Linked DNA regions of Mus musculus: regions 2 and 3 are each linked to region 1. The links are chromatin contacts, called in public HiChIP or PLAC-seq maps. All regions are on one chromosome and are shown on one strand. Each heading gives the region's core, a stretch centred on a gene start, on an enhancer-like site or on the middle of the called end of the contact. The rest is flanking DNA. Distances are from core to core; before and after follow the strand shown. Region 1 has its middle 39 kb from the start of Gm39170. Region 2 overlaps Casp3 (caspase 3). Region 3 holds the start of Irf2 (interferon regulatory factor 2).

Evidence for each region. HiChIP or PLAC-seq counts read pairs in DNA pulled down with a chosen protein or histone mark.
Region 2: a FOXA1 HiChIP or PLAC-seq map of pancreatic cancer cells shows a contact between it and region 1. The contact joins two enhancer-like sites. A contact is called at or near these places in 4 of 115 datasets of contacts at active chromatin or transcription factors (CD8 T cells, the NIH/3T3 cell line, microglia and 1 more).
Region 3: a FOXA1 HiChIP or PLAC-seq map of pancreatic cancer cells shows a contact between it and region 1. The contact joins the promoter of Irf2 here to the enhancer-like site in region 1. A contact is called at or near these places in 13 of 39 promoter capture datasets (the 3T3-L1 cell line, 3T3-L1-derived adipocytes, the C10 cell line and 7 more), 2 of 15 datasets of contacts at CTCF or cohesin (large pre-B cells and pro-B cells), 45 of 484 Hi-C or Micro-C datasets (the 3T3-L1 cell line, 3T3-L1-derived adipocytes, B cells and 29 more), 23 of 115 datasets of contacts at active chromatin or transcription factors (the 230-238 cell line, CD8 T cells, the HPC-7 cell line and 18 more) and 4 of 9 other capture datasets (adipose tissue, bone marrow-derived macrophages, liver and 1 more).

The regions. Positions count from the first base shown.
Region 1 is chr8:46,867,608-46,872,076 of GRCm38.p6, forward strand. No RefSeq gene overlaps it. Among named protein-coding and RNA genes, the nearest start is that of Gm39170, 39 kb to the left of the region's middle. Within about 2 kb of position 2,059, at least 170 of the 459 cell types and tissues checked have an H3K27ac peak or open chromatin away from gene starts, as enhancers often do. A contact at or near this core is called in 3T3-L1-derived adipocytes, the C2C12 cell line, CD8 T cells and 23 more, where this site is marked.
Region 2 is chr8:46,637,001-46,641,469 of GRCm38.p6, forward strand. It overlaps Casp3 (caspase 3), which reads left to right. Exons shown (of 7, transcript NM_001284409.1): 7 at 919-2,698. The coding sequence ends at 1,148. Among named protein-coding and RNA genes, the nearest start is that of Casp3, 22 kb to the left of the region's middle. Within about 2 kb of position 2,106, at least 154 of the 459 cell types and tissues checked have an H3K27ac peak or open chromatin away from gene starts, as enhancers often do. A contact at or near this core is called in the NIH/3T3 cell line, microglia and pancreatic cancer cells, where this site is marked.
Region 3 is chr8:46,737,220-46,741,688 of GRCm38.p6, forward strand. It overlaps Irf2 (interferon regulatory factor 2), which reads left to right and starts at 2,526. Exons shown (of 9, transcript NM_008391.4): 1 at 2,526-2,717. It overlaps Gm16675 (predicted gene, 16675), which reads right to left and starts at 2,296. Exons shown (of 3, transcript NR_045750.1): 1 at 1,943-2,296.

The sequences.
Region 1 (4,469 bases), core at 809-3,308:
GAAGTTACTATAAACTTAGTGGCTTAAAATAAAAATTATTCTCTTGGAGTTCTGGAGGCCAAAAGTTTGAAAGCCACGTGTAACAAGGGACATAGTGTCCCAAAGCGCCTGTGTGTCTAGCATCCTCAGACATTCTTGGCTGCACAGTTACAGCACACTTATATATATATATATATGCCTCTGTCTTCATGTGTTCTTCTCAGCATTTCTCTGCGCTCTTTCCTTTCCTTATGGAGCTGTCTGTCCATCATTATCATTAGAGATTTCCCCCCTCTCCTCCCCTCCCCTCCCCCTCCCCTTCCCTTCCCCTTCCTCCTCTTCCTCCTCCTCCTCCTCCTCTTCCTCCTCCTCCTCCTCCTCCTCCTCCTCCTCCTAGGTCTGATCATTTGTTACTTTTAAAGACATATTTTTAACTGGACTCAGAAATACAAGCTCTTACCTAGGACAGTCAGCATCTCTTGGCAATCTGTTTCTTGTTGTTAGTGGTGTTTTTTATTTTATTTTTAAATTTTTATTCCTTCAATCTGTTGGCCAAAAGTTTAACATATTCACATTCGTCTTATTTTTTCTTAGTGTGAAGTGTCTTCAGAGCAAGACCTTGGGACATGTAGAGTCACAAGACATTGAATCTTGTGGACTTTGTCCTAGGTTTCTTAATTTCTTTGTTTAAGGGCTTTCTGACAACTTATCAGCAGATGTCTTCTGTAGAGAGACTGAAAAGCTTTTGGGTTCTGCTGGTTCTTTAAAGCTTGAAAGACTTACACTGCTTCCAGACCCTCTTTCACAACTTCATTGGAAGCCTTCGTCAACCCGTGACTCATGCATTCTGCATGCAGGCAAAACCAGAATCAAGAATCAAATGTGCCAGCCAATTTCTGGGACTGACTTCAGCAGTAGCTGGGTCTGTTTGGAGTCAACTATGGAAGCCCCCAAGGGTCTAGATAACTGAACATGGGGAAACAAACCCAGAGAAATGATTTACTGGCTGGCTCAGAGTGAATCCCTGGGTGGACCACAGGGATCCCTTTGCAGCAAAATCCTTGAAGCTGAGAACTTGGGTGTGTCCTACTGAATCCTGACATATCCTGGAGCAGCTTTCCTAACAGTGAAGAGCAAAGTAATTAGCTTCTTTGTTTGCCTGGGTTTATCTTCATTTGGGTTATTTTTACACCCCTTCCCTTTGCCCTCTCCTAACCTCCTCCCACGCTCCTGGAATCCTTTCTCTTCCTCATCCCCTTCCTATTTCACGCCCTGGTTTGTTTTCCATGACCCACTGACTTTGAGCAGCGCTGCGAGCTTTTTAGTTGCTGTCAAATGTTGTCATTTCTTCAGAAGACACGCCTTCCTGGGCTACAACTTTTAAAAGCTATGATTTGACTTTCAAAGATTTCCCGTGGGCCCATGCTCTAATAGTTTAGTCTCCAGTTAGTTCTGGAAACTCCATAAAGTCAGGTCTACTGGTGAAAGTTAAACACTTGTGGAGGTCCTGGGGATTTTGTCCCTGGCCCCCCTTTTCATCACTTATTATGCTTTCTGTCCCCCACGAAGTGAAGAATTCCTTCACTACACACTTTTACCACCACAGAGTTCTGTGCAGTTGTAAGGAGTCAAGCACCCATAAGGACTCCAAGACCATGATCTAATTGTCTCTCTTCCTTTAAGTCAATGGTTCCCAAGCCGTGGGTTGCAACCCCTTTGATAAGGGGACTCAAATAAATCTTTCACAGGGGTCAGATATCCTGCACATCAAATATTTACATTACAACTCATAACAGTAGCAAAATTACAGTTATGAAGTAGCAATGAAAGTAATTTTATGGTTGGGGGATGGTGTCACCATAACATGAGGAACTGTATTAAAGGGTTGCAGCATTAGGGAGATTAAGTTATTGTCTCAGGCATTTGGTCACAGTGACACAGAAGCCTGCCCAATGCAAACACCCTCCTTTCCTACCACAACTACAAGTTTTTCAAGTCTTTCCTCTCCTCAAGTCTGTCCTGTGTGCTGACTCACTTCGAATCTGAGTGAAGGGTGTGTCCAGGCCACAGCCTGAAGGCTCTGCCTTAGTGCTTTCTCACAGGATGAAAGACCCTTTAAGCTCAGAGCATGCCAAATGTAGCTGAGTAGTTTGACAGAATGTACCACGAGCGGTTTCTTACTCAGTCCCACAAGAGACCTTTTTTTGCTAACTGAAACCTTATCGGCACAGTGTTTGACTGACCGCATTCCTGTCTGCATTCTGGGCTTGAGATGCTGCCCAACCTGCCCCTTAAACCCGGTTCACAGGGTTAGAGGCTCTCTCCAGTTCCTTCAAAAGTTCCCTAACTCAGCTCATTCCTTCCAAACAACCCCACTTCTCAGTACGGGTTTTCTCTGTCAGTCCGGTATCCGCCTCTGTGACAAAGCAATGACAATACATCTACTTAAACAGGACACGTTATGTTGGCCCTGGGTTCCTGAGGTTTCAGTCCACAGTTTCTTGGACACAGTACTTTGGGGCCTATGGCGAGGAAGAATCATGTCAAAGAGACGTGTTAACAGCATGGTAGGCGAGAGTCAGGGTGATAGAGGAATTGGTCGGAGCAGCAATAGCCTCTTTAAAGGCCTTACTAAGCTACTAGATTCTACCTACCAACGTTCTCACTCCTTTCCAAGTGCATGATCATCTGGGGAATCAAGGTTTTAATAAGTAGCTTTTCAGGGCGTTTAAGATCTATTTTATATGTAAATGTATTCATTTTATATGTATGAGCATTTTGCCTGCGTGTCTGTGGAGGCCAGAAGGGGGCATCGGATCCCCCGGAACTGGAGCTGTGATGATTTTTTTAAGCTACCACATGAGTGCTGGAAACAGAACCCAGGTCCTTTGGGAGAACGACCAGTGCTCCTAACAGCTGAGCCCTTTCCAGCATTTTCCAGTGCTATGTAAATGAAGATTTGGAGCTGGTATCTACTAGTGATGAGACAGGGGGGGGGGGGTTAGCATGAGGCTATTGGTATTTACTCTACGGGATCCCAGACTTGCTTTCGCTGCTTCTGACGTCCTGGGGGAGATCCATGCATGTGTGCGTGTATGTGTGTGTGTGTGTGTGTGTGCGTGTGTGTGTGTGTGTGTGTGTGTGTGTGTGTATTCGAATGGTCATGTGGTCATGAAATCTGTAACGGCACCCTACTTGGCAAGTTAAAAGGACTGACTCTCCTCCATCCTGGCTTCCTTCCTGTTTCTATTTTCCTTGTGTTGGTATTGGGAGAGACTCTGAGTGTCTTTGTATTTGCCTTAACGGCATTTGTGTTGAGACTGCATTTAGTTTGGGTTAAATGGGATATATTTATGTGGTTTCTGCCATTCAATTTCACATATGGTTGAGTTATGAATAGCCACCATGCAGAGCAATGATTTTCAAGAATGACTCCCAAGCCCATAGGGCTGATTTGTCCAGTATTAAGACATAAATGTGCAGGACCAGAGAAAGCCTGGCACTTTGTAGCAGCATCGGGAGTCTGTGGGGAGTGGAGAAAAAAGCAGAGCTAAAAACTCATACAGTCAGCAGCTAGTCTGTGGGCAATTCTTCCATTCAATGGAGTAAAGGGTTGGTTTTCTAATGATAGCTAGTCAAAAGTGTATTTCCTCTTCCCAGTTACGACTAACTCTGGTGATACAGCATAAATGAGTTCACCATATCTATGTTTTGGTTTTTCATAGCATTTGCGTGAGATATAATCTGTAGGGTGGTGATGTAACTCAGTTGTTCTGGGTTTGAACCACAGCACTGCATAAAACAGGTACAATAGTGCATTGCCTATAATCCCCGTGCTTAGGAGGTAGAACAGGAAGATTAGAAGTTTAAGGCTATTCTTAAGTATGTAGTGAGTTTGAGGCCTGCGATCTATGAGACCCTGTGTTAGTAGTGGGCACAATCTCTAATAGTATTACAAGTAGTAACTGTATCTATAACAAGTCCTATATGAAAGACTACAGATTTTCACAAACGTGAAAACCAGTCCAATGTTTATTGCTACAGTAATACTTTTGTGAAATGCAGTCTTTCCTAAATTTCTCAACAACAAAGCCCATTTTAATCAAGCATATAAAGAAAATACTGTACAATATTTTGTTCTTTTCATTTAAATATAATTATTACATCTGGGTGTGGTTATACATATCTGACATGCTAGATGAGTTTGAGGCCAGCCTATGCTATATAGTGATATGTCATCACAAAATATATATTCTTAGGTTATTATATAGGTAGATAGTAATTGTGTGGAGAAAATACAAAAGTGTTTTAACCATCTATCTAATTAATAAAGATTTCAGGTTTCATGATATTTATATTAACAAATCTCTAAAGTATAAATTTTATATATACATAGTAATATTCTTTAGTTCCAAATATTAAAACTCACTCTTAGTTTGTAATTATAATTTTATATTTTTCTTAAAGTATATTTCCCAGTTACCTAGGGT
Region 2 (4,469 bases), core at 856-3,355, 230 kb before region 1:
CTACATGCACACAATAAGTAGATAGAGAGATAGATAGATAGATAGATAGATAGATAGATAGATAGATAGATAGATAGATCTATTAAACAAATAAAATATACTCATCTTGTTTATTTTATCCACTAGGTATCTTCTAAGCAGTGTACTTCTAAGCTAAACACAATGAATCCTGTAGTTAATCTGAAAATAAATACAAAAACCCTATGGGGGGGGGCCTTTTTGAATACTATTTGTTTTATTCATCCAGTTGCCCCAGAGGCAAACTAATGTCATTTTTTTAAAGTGTACATCTCTAATAAACAGCTTAGTGGTTAAGGGCACTTGTTACTCATGCAGAGGACCTGGCTTCGGGTGCTCACAGCCGCACGGTAGCTCACAACCACGGGTAACCCTGATTCCAGGGTTCTGACTCCCTCTTCTGATCTGCGTGGGCACAGGGCACTTGCATACATGCAGGCTGAGACATCATAAACATAAAATGAATAAGCAAAGAAACCTTTTTAAAGTGTGTGTATATGTAAGCAGTTTATTTCCTGCCTGAGCCAGTATTCATAACAGATGAGTTCAGATTGAAACACCATGTTACCTACAGGGTCCCATTTGCATAGCTTTGCACAACCTGGTATTGTCCGGTCTGTGTCTTCCTCTTCTTCGCCCTGACCTATGGGAAAGAGACCCTAAAGTAGAACTCGGGAAACCAACAGTAGTCAGTCCTGATTGATCTGCGTTTTCTTTTCCAGCAGAGAGCAGTGAGGTCTGGAGTCCAGGGTTGCTAATTATTTTCCTTTGTGTGGCTTCTAAGACTGAGGAAGCTTATGTCTGTCTGGATCGTTCTGGTTATATGAAAATGTGTAGACTCCTCCAGAGTGATGCTGTGGTGTAATAGAAGATACAGTCCTTCGTATTTTTGCCTCCTAGGTTACTATTCCTGGAGAAATTCAAAGGACGGGTCGTGGTTCATCCAGTCCCTTTGCAGCATGCTGAAGCTGTACGCGCACAAGCTAGAATTTATGCACATTCTCACTCGCGTTAACAGGAAGGTGGCAACGGAATTCGAGTCCTTCTCCCTGGACTCCACTTTCCACGCAAAGAAACAGATCCCGTGTATTGTGTCCATGCTCACGAAAGAACTGTACTTTTATCACTAGAGGAATGATTGGGGGTGGGGGGGGGCGTGTTTCTGTTTTGTTATGCCAAATGAGAAAGCTGTCAGGGAGACTCTCATTTAAATCTAATCTGACGGTCCTCCTGGTCTTTGTACGCTACCACTGCCTAGCAATGCAGCCAGCCACAGTGCAGCTACCTCAACTTCGACATCAGGTAGTTGAAATGAAATTTAATTTAATAAGGAGCAAGTAACTGTCAATGATGGTACTATCATCCTAGATGAAATTACAAAGTTGCCCTTTTATAATTAGCAAGATTTGGCGATACTATGAATTTTGAAGTCATTTTGAAGCAGTACAGCTTTTCCACTGATGATTTTATACTCCCCACTCATGTTAAGAATGTTGTTCTAGTTTTCGTTAAACGTAGAAACAATAATGTCAAATGATAATGTCTTAGAACTTGAATCCATGAGCAGAGTCAAAGGCTGGAACCCTTGTTTTGGACCTGATTTATGGAAGTGAAGAGTTGGACCACCATAGCATGCATTATAGCTACTGGTTTTGTGACAGTTGTCCACAACACGTATTTGTTATTTTAAAAAAAAAAATCATGTTTTATTACTGGAACAAAAATAACTTGAGTATTTATGTGAGAGGAAAACCGTGTGCGAACTTGGTTGACTCATTGAAGGCAAGGTGCTAAAATCCATCAGCATTTGTTTCTTACTTATCCTTATACAAATCAGCTCGGTCTTACAGACCAGCAAAATATCTCAAGAGCTGTTATGTAACAGCCTCAAATGGTTGATTATTAGAATGAAGTACAGGAATTCTATAGGAATATACTATAATACCAGTTGTCAAACAGAGCTTAAGAAAAGGAGAGATGAAATCTACTGTAGTTGGAGAGAATGTGGTTTGAGCCAGAGCAGAGACTTGGCAGAGCCATGGGCACATCTTCAGAAAAGGCCTGCCAGCTGGACTCCCCACCCCTCACCCCACCCCCCTTGTGAGTTCTGGTTTGTGTGGATGATGTCCAAGTTACCACGTGGGAAAGTGAACCAGATCACAAACTTCTGCAAAAAGGCTTTCCCAGAGGGCTGAGAGTCTGAAGAAAGTTCACTGGACTCCATGTCCAGAGTCTGTAGCATGCTGACTTTTCTGTTGACGTTTACAAAGAAAGGAAAAATAATGGTGATATTTATACTGTGCTAGAAACGAAAGGGCCAGGGCACACAGGACTTGGAAAGCATCCAGCAATAGCCCTGCAGCCCATGTGGAGAAGCTGCGGGCTGCAGTCCATCCTCAGGGAGACTGTGCTCTGCTCCTGGCCTCCTTATGGGGGTGCTGAGTCACTGCTGGCTCTCGCAGCATTTCTCCTAAGCTTCCTTGTTGCACAAAGAAAGGAAGGAACTCACATTGTAACGGATAGATTCTTGTTTAGACTGGCTTTGTTGTTAACGCTTTCTAAGTGAATGCAGCATGTGATGGTATTTTAAAGTGTGTTCCCATGTGACAATTTTATAAAAGTTTGTTACCTTGCAATTTTATTTCAAAACATAAATTCAGATTTAAAATTATCAGTGTATTTGAGGGTTTGTTGTTGTTGTTGTTGTTGTTGTCGTCGTCAATACTTTTGCTGTTGTAATAACTAAGTGAAAGTTAAAATAATTTTAACCCACAGTCTAATTTGAGAGAGTCAGAGGATGCAACAAGGCCTTAATCTAATATGTTAAGGTGTTGGCAAGTGGAAGAACCTCTGATATGATAGGATTTAAACCCAAAGAAATAGGTAGAATATACTCAAAGAATACAGGAAGGGGTGGGGACTCAGCTCCTCCAAAGTTTACATAATAACCACAGCTTCTCTAAAGTGAAGGTCAAAAGTGGATCAAGGAACTCCTGTACACAAGGAGGAGCGTGTCACGAATGTTTTTGTCTAGCTGCTTTCTAACAGGGGATAGGGTGGTGGAGAAATGACTCAGCAGTTAAGAGCGTCGGCTGTTCTTCAGAAGAACTGGATTTGAACCCAAGCACCCACATGGCAGCTCACAATTTTTTGTAACTAGCTCCAGGGGACCCAACTGCCTCTTTTTGCCTCCTTGGGAATTTTATGCACATGGTGCAGAGGCATACACGTGGGCTAAATACCTATATACATGAAATTAAACCTTTAAAGACTAGCTCTTTAATGTGTGGAGAAAAGGCTAGCCCATTGTAATTTCCATACTATCTATATAAAGAGGTCTGAGATAGTACAAAGAAAACAACTGGAGCTATGGGTCTGGGAGTAGTTAGCTGGGTAAAGCAGTTTCCTTGCCAGCACAAGAACCTGAACTAGAACTTGATCCCCAGAATCCATGTTAAAAGGAAAAAAAACCCGAATTGTGATGCTCGCTTATAATTCCAGCAGTGATGGAGATAAGTGAGTTCCTGAGGCTCACTGGTCAACCAGCCTAGTCTCCATGGCAAACGCATGGCTGATGTGCTCAGCTATGGAGAAATGATACCAGTCCCATTATCACCTGGCCTACACATACACAAGATAAAAACCATCAACTGGGCCATGTATGTGAATAGAGCAAGTGTAAACAAAGAGAGCATATACCCCTTATGTTCAGATAACCCAATCTCCCATCATAATAAGAGGAATATAAATTATGATATCACCTACCAGACTGGACAGTATCGCCCAAGTGCTGGAGGTATAGGCATGCATCACCATGCCAAGCATGTGCTGTGGTTAATCCCAGCACTCGGGAGGCAGAGGCAGGTGGATTTCTGAGTTTGAGGCCAGCCTGGTCTACAGAGTGAGTTCCAGGACAGCCAGGGCTGTACAGAGAAACCCTGTCTCAGAAAACAAAACAAAACAAAAAACAAACAAAAACATGTTGCATGAATATTCATGAGATGGATGGCATATTCAGAGGGGTAAGGTGACCATTTGTTCCCTTCCAAACCATAGTGAACCAGATCTCTTCTTGGCTAGTCCTTCCCATGATCCTCTTTAAAAAGAGAAGCAAACTCACTAAGAAAATGATATTATAAACAAATTGAGATTTCCCAAGGTGGTCTACCCTTTGTTATAATATATTTGTGGCAATTTGGTTCGGTTCCCTTGTACTTAGTTTCTGCTTTGCGGGGACGAACCCAAATGCAGCTTAAAAGATGGAGTAAACCTCTAAAGATCATTTCAAACACCAGGAGAATCAGCTACCAAGAAACAGGTGTAGTGTTCCGTGGTTACCTCTTAACTAACTCCTCGACTTCTGATCCTCGGTGGGAGCTGTGGAACAATAGACCCAACTGTGAGAGTCTGTGGTCGGAAATGGCTTGTCTGAGTCAGAAGTGAAGCAGAGT
Region 3 (4,469 bases), core at 1,276-3,775, 130 kb before region 1:
AGAAAACTTTTTTATGTGTGGTTAAAGACCACACATAAGTAGGGCATTGCTCTTTCTGAAACAGTGAGATTGGGGTGCACTTAGAGCGGGCAGGACTGTTTCCTGATGGAGAATCTAGTGAAGACACAAATGGGAAGCCAATCGTCAGGAAAGCACGGAGACAGGATGCTCCCTGTGCCTGGCAATGGGGTTTCCAGGACTAGCCTCTGTTCACGGATACAGGGCCTTAGGATGCCTCTTAGAGATTTGTGGACATGGTCCTCTCTGGCTCCCCTGAGTTTTCATCTCTGAGGAAGCTCCTATCATAGATAGCAGGGAAGAGACATCGGTTGGCCCCACCAGACCTCATTGTTTCTGTCGTTCCTTCGGCCTGCACATGAAGGATGCTGAACCGAGATAAGAAGCTCAGAAAGAAGGCGTGTGGATGGGGACCGGAGGGGCTATTTATGTAGGCCTTTCCTCTCCCTGTTCTAGGGAAGAGAAGACAATGGGTTGCACACCGATTAAAATAAACAGAGATAGCACAGGCCCATAATTCCAGGATTCAAGAGCCAAGGCAGGAACGTTGTTAGTTCCCGGACAGCTTGGAAAACAATTCTGGTTCACCTAGACTTCCTAAGATGATCCTGTCTAGAAAAAAAACAAAAAACAAAACAAACAAACAAACAAAAAACCCAGACACACAAACAAACAAGCAAAAATAAAAAACAGCAACAGCAAAGAAAACAACAACAAAAGGGGCCGCAGAGATGGGGGAAGGGGGCTTGCTGAGCAAGCAATGGGGAGTTGAGTTCAAATCCCCAAGACTCTTGAAAAGCCAGGTCTGGCTCTGTGCCCACCTCATTCCAGTGCTGTGGCTGGCAGAGACATGAAGATTGCTGGAGTGGCTGGCTACCAGCCTAGTTCTAGGTTCAGTGAGAAACCCTGTCTCCAATCAACACCGTGGAGAAGGGCTGAGCAGGACACTCTGGCCTCCGTGAGTACACATGCACACATGCACACATGTACCACACTCACCCATACACACACAAAGCCAGAAAATAATGACCTGTGGTTATTAGGCTTTTAACTTAGGTGCCTGGTGGGTAAAGACATACAACTACCATGCAGTGTGTATATCCCTGTGGTTACTGATATATGAAATATAAATGCAAGGAGTGTGCAGTGTTATTATGGGAGAAATAAAGGACACTGTGCAGGAAGGATCTATTTTGAGGCCACAAGACAGGGTCCTTAATCTCACTGCTCTCCTTCTACAAGGGCATGCATACTTTCCTTTATCCCTGTCTGTGGAATCCACTAATTCTATGGCAAAGAGGAGGTAGAATTATTTTTCAGATGTTTACACATAGATAGTGACAGTCTCCTAGGGTGGGATGCTTTCCCCAGTGGTTAGAGAAGGCAGGTGGTGGGCTGAGGAAACTGTAAGCCAGGCAAGAAGCAGGTGTAACTAAATGTAAGGGAATACTTTTAAAGTTAAGTGACCAAACAGCAAGAGGTTCCAAGCGAGCTGGCCTAGTAGAGCCCATAGGCCGCTGCACCTGTCATAGGTACTGGGCCCTCTTCTTGCATTCAGTATTGTCTCCACGGAACAGCACAGAGGACAGCAGCCAAGGATGTTCAACCAATAAGGACAGCCAAATTTAGGAGTTAACAGGCAGCGTTCCCTCCAGGTTCAGTCCCAATCAAGACAGTTTAAGTTCATGTAACTCAAACCCTTGCATTTTGCAGGAACTGGACCGGTTATGGCAAAGACATGAAGTAACTTTGGAGAGTGACTTTCTAGGGGAAGGCCTTCCTAACCATCCTAGCTTCCACACTGAGTGCCAGGCTGGCCCTTCAACCCCCCTCAAACCCCCCCCCCCCCCCCGTTCCCCAGTAGGAGATCCAATAAAGTAGGGGCACAAGTAATGCCGTCTTTTCAGCTGACTTCGTTCCTTACATTCCTTTGCAGCGGGCGACTTTCCAAGATGAGTTTGTATATGCAGCCTGTGCACAGCGGTTCTGAGCACTTAAGCCACAGGTCGGGAAGGGTCCCCAGGCTTCCGGGGCTCTCTCTGGTCCATCTCCACCCTTCAGGTAGGATGTAGAGTCAGGTCATCTCCTTCCTTCCCTACGGCCACCACCAGCTGGTGGCCAGCTCCCAAGCCAGCGCCCCGTCCACCACTTCTGGTGCCCCACAGTCCCAGCGTGGCCCCGGTGAAAAGCGCGCGCCCTTCGGCGCGATCCCCACGCTCACACGCGCTGCCGCTTGTTGCTCCCCGCAGCCGCGACGTGGGGAAGTGAAAATGAAATTGACTTTTCCGAGAAATGATGAAAGCCGTGCCGGCCGCCAATGAACAGCGGCGGCGAACTTCCGCACCTCCAGGCTGGCGGCTGGAGCCCTCCCTCTGCCTCCACCTCCGGGTTGCACAAGCTTGAAACAAACACTGGGGAGGAAGGGCGGGGAGGGAGGAGGGCGGAGGGGGAGCGAGGGAGGGAGCGGGGCCGGGAGAGGGCGGGGGTGGGGGGGATTTCCAGCCTCGGCTCCTCGCAGTTTCCTCTCCTTGTTTTGCTTTCGATCTGGACTGTTCTCAGGCAAGCCGGGGACTAACTTTTAGTTTTGCTCCTGCGATTATTCAACTGACGGGCTTTCATTTCCATTTTACACACCCTAACAACACTCACACCTTGCGGGATTGTATTGGTAGCGTGGAAAAAAAAAAGCACATTGAGAGGTAACATTTTTTTTTTTCAAATAATAGTTGTGGCTGTGCGTGTGTTTTCTCTCGAGGGCATGTTGACGGGGACAGGAGGAGCTATGTATGTATGTGCGTCCTGATGCTTTGACACGATGTTTTGCAGACGGAAAAATGCCGGGGTTCATAAATATTAATACCGATTTTTGGAGGAAGAGTCGGCGCAGTTATGGATCATCTGATTTTAGGGGAAGCAGGGGTCTGCTGCTGTTGCCGCTGGTACTGGGGCTGCTGAGGCTGCAAAGAGGAGGAGGTAGAGAGGGAGGAGGAGGAGGTTAGTGAAGGTTTAATTTCACTTTTGGATTTGCAGATGAGAAGAGGTGGCTCCATGGACACAGATCTGCTCTGTGTGATTCTGCGCTCCAGGTGTCGTGTGTTGTGGGTACAGGTCCGTTGGAGTCCGGCCTCATTTAAAATAAAATTGGTGTGTGTGTGTGTGTGTGTGTGTTGTATGTGTATGAGTGTTTACAGACACTGTCGCCACCAGGTCCGAGGAAGGGAACCGGGTTCTTCTCGGTGCCCAGCGGCCCTTCTTTCCCGGCGGTCTCTGGTGTAAATAGACTGGCACCCGCGGTCCCTAGATGCCCGTGCCCGGGCAGTGACCACTGTAAACTTGAAGGCTGCCCTAAGGCGGTCCCAGGATGCGCTCGCCCGCGGGGCTTGGGGTCGGGTGACCGGCGTCTGGTGCCAGTGGACACTCGGGCCGGGCGGGCTCCGCGCGCGGCTGGGCGCGGGCCTGGCCGGCGCGCCCGGCTTCCTGGGGACTGGGCCGCCGCCACACGCCAGGAACGTCGCGTCCTCCTCCCCGCCGGCCAGCGTCTGGCCTGGCCTCCGGGCTTTGTCACTGCACTTGTCCCAGCGCGTGAGGCGCCTCGGAGGCGCGTCCCCGGAGGGCTCCGCGCTCAGGGGTCACCCACCCCGGCGCGGCCTAGCTGCGAGTGCCTCCGGGTCCCCGCGGGCGCCCCCGGGGCCGGCCTGGCGCGCTGGGCCCCGACCCGCCTTGGCTACGGAACGGGCGAGGTGTGGGGGCGGGGAACCTCCGGGGACCGAGCGGCGCCCGGCGGGCTAGCATGGGGTTGGGGGTGAGGCTGACGAACGCTTGGGGTCTCCGGGACGTGGTGGGAATGAGTGCCCGCCCTGTGCCCTCCGACCCGCTCCGGGCGCCGGGTGACATTCGCCCGCCGGCCGAACATGGTTGGTGCAGAGCGGCAGCCACCACTTCCTCTCCGCCCCGCCGGCCCGGCTCTCTGGGCGAGCGATGCGGGCCGCGGCCAATCGCGGTGCCCAGCTAGTCCCTGTCGCTCGGCCTTGGGGGCCGGCTCCCCTGAGCGGCCCGGGAAGCCTTCGCGAGAGCTCAGGGCCCCGGCTCCCCGGACGCTGTCCGCTGGGCCCCGGCTCTCGGACCGTTTGCCACCCTCAGTCCCTCGCCCCTTAGGAGCAGGGAAGGGAAGGAGGCTAGTAGCCTCCGCCGCGAGCCAGGACTGTGCTCGGGCCCCAGGTGAGACGCCCGGATCAGTCGGTGGAGGCGAGATCCTTGGTGGTCGGATGTAAATAAGACCCCTGGGATTGGCAGGCCACCTTGTCACTCGTTTGCGAGCGGGTTTGCAGGTCCTTAAGCCCAGTGTGTTTGAAACTTGGGGGACATGTTTCTTGTCCCCTCCTCCCTCCCGCGTGGGCACTCCTTGTCCTTCCTTGGTTGTGTCTGTACCAGGGAGGCAAAGTAGTCCTGGG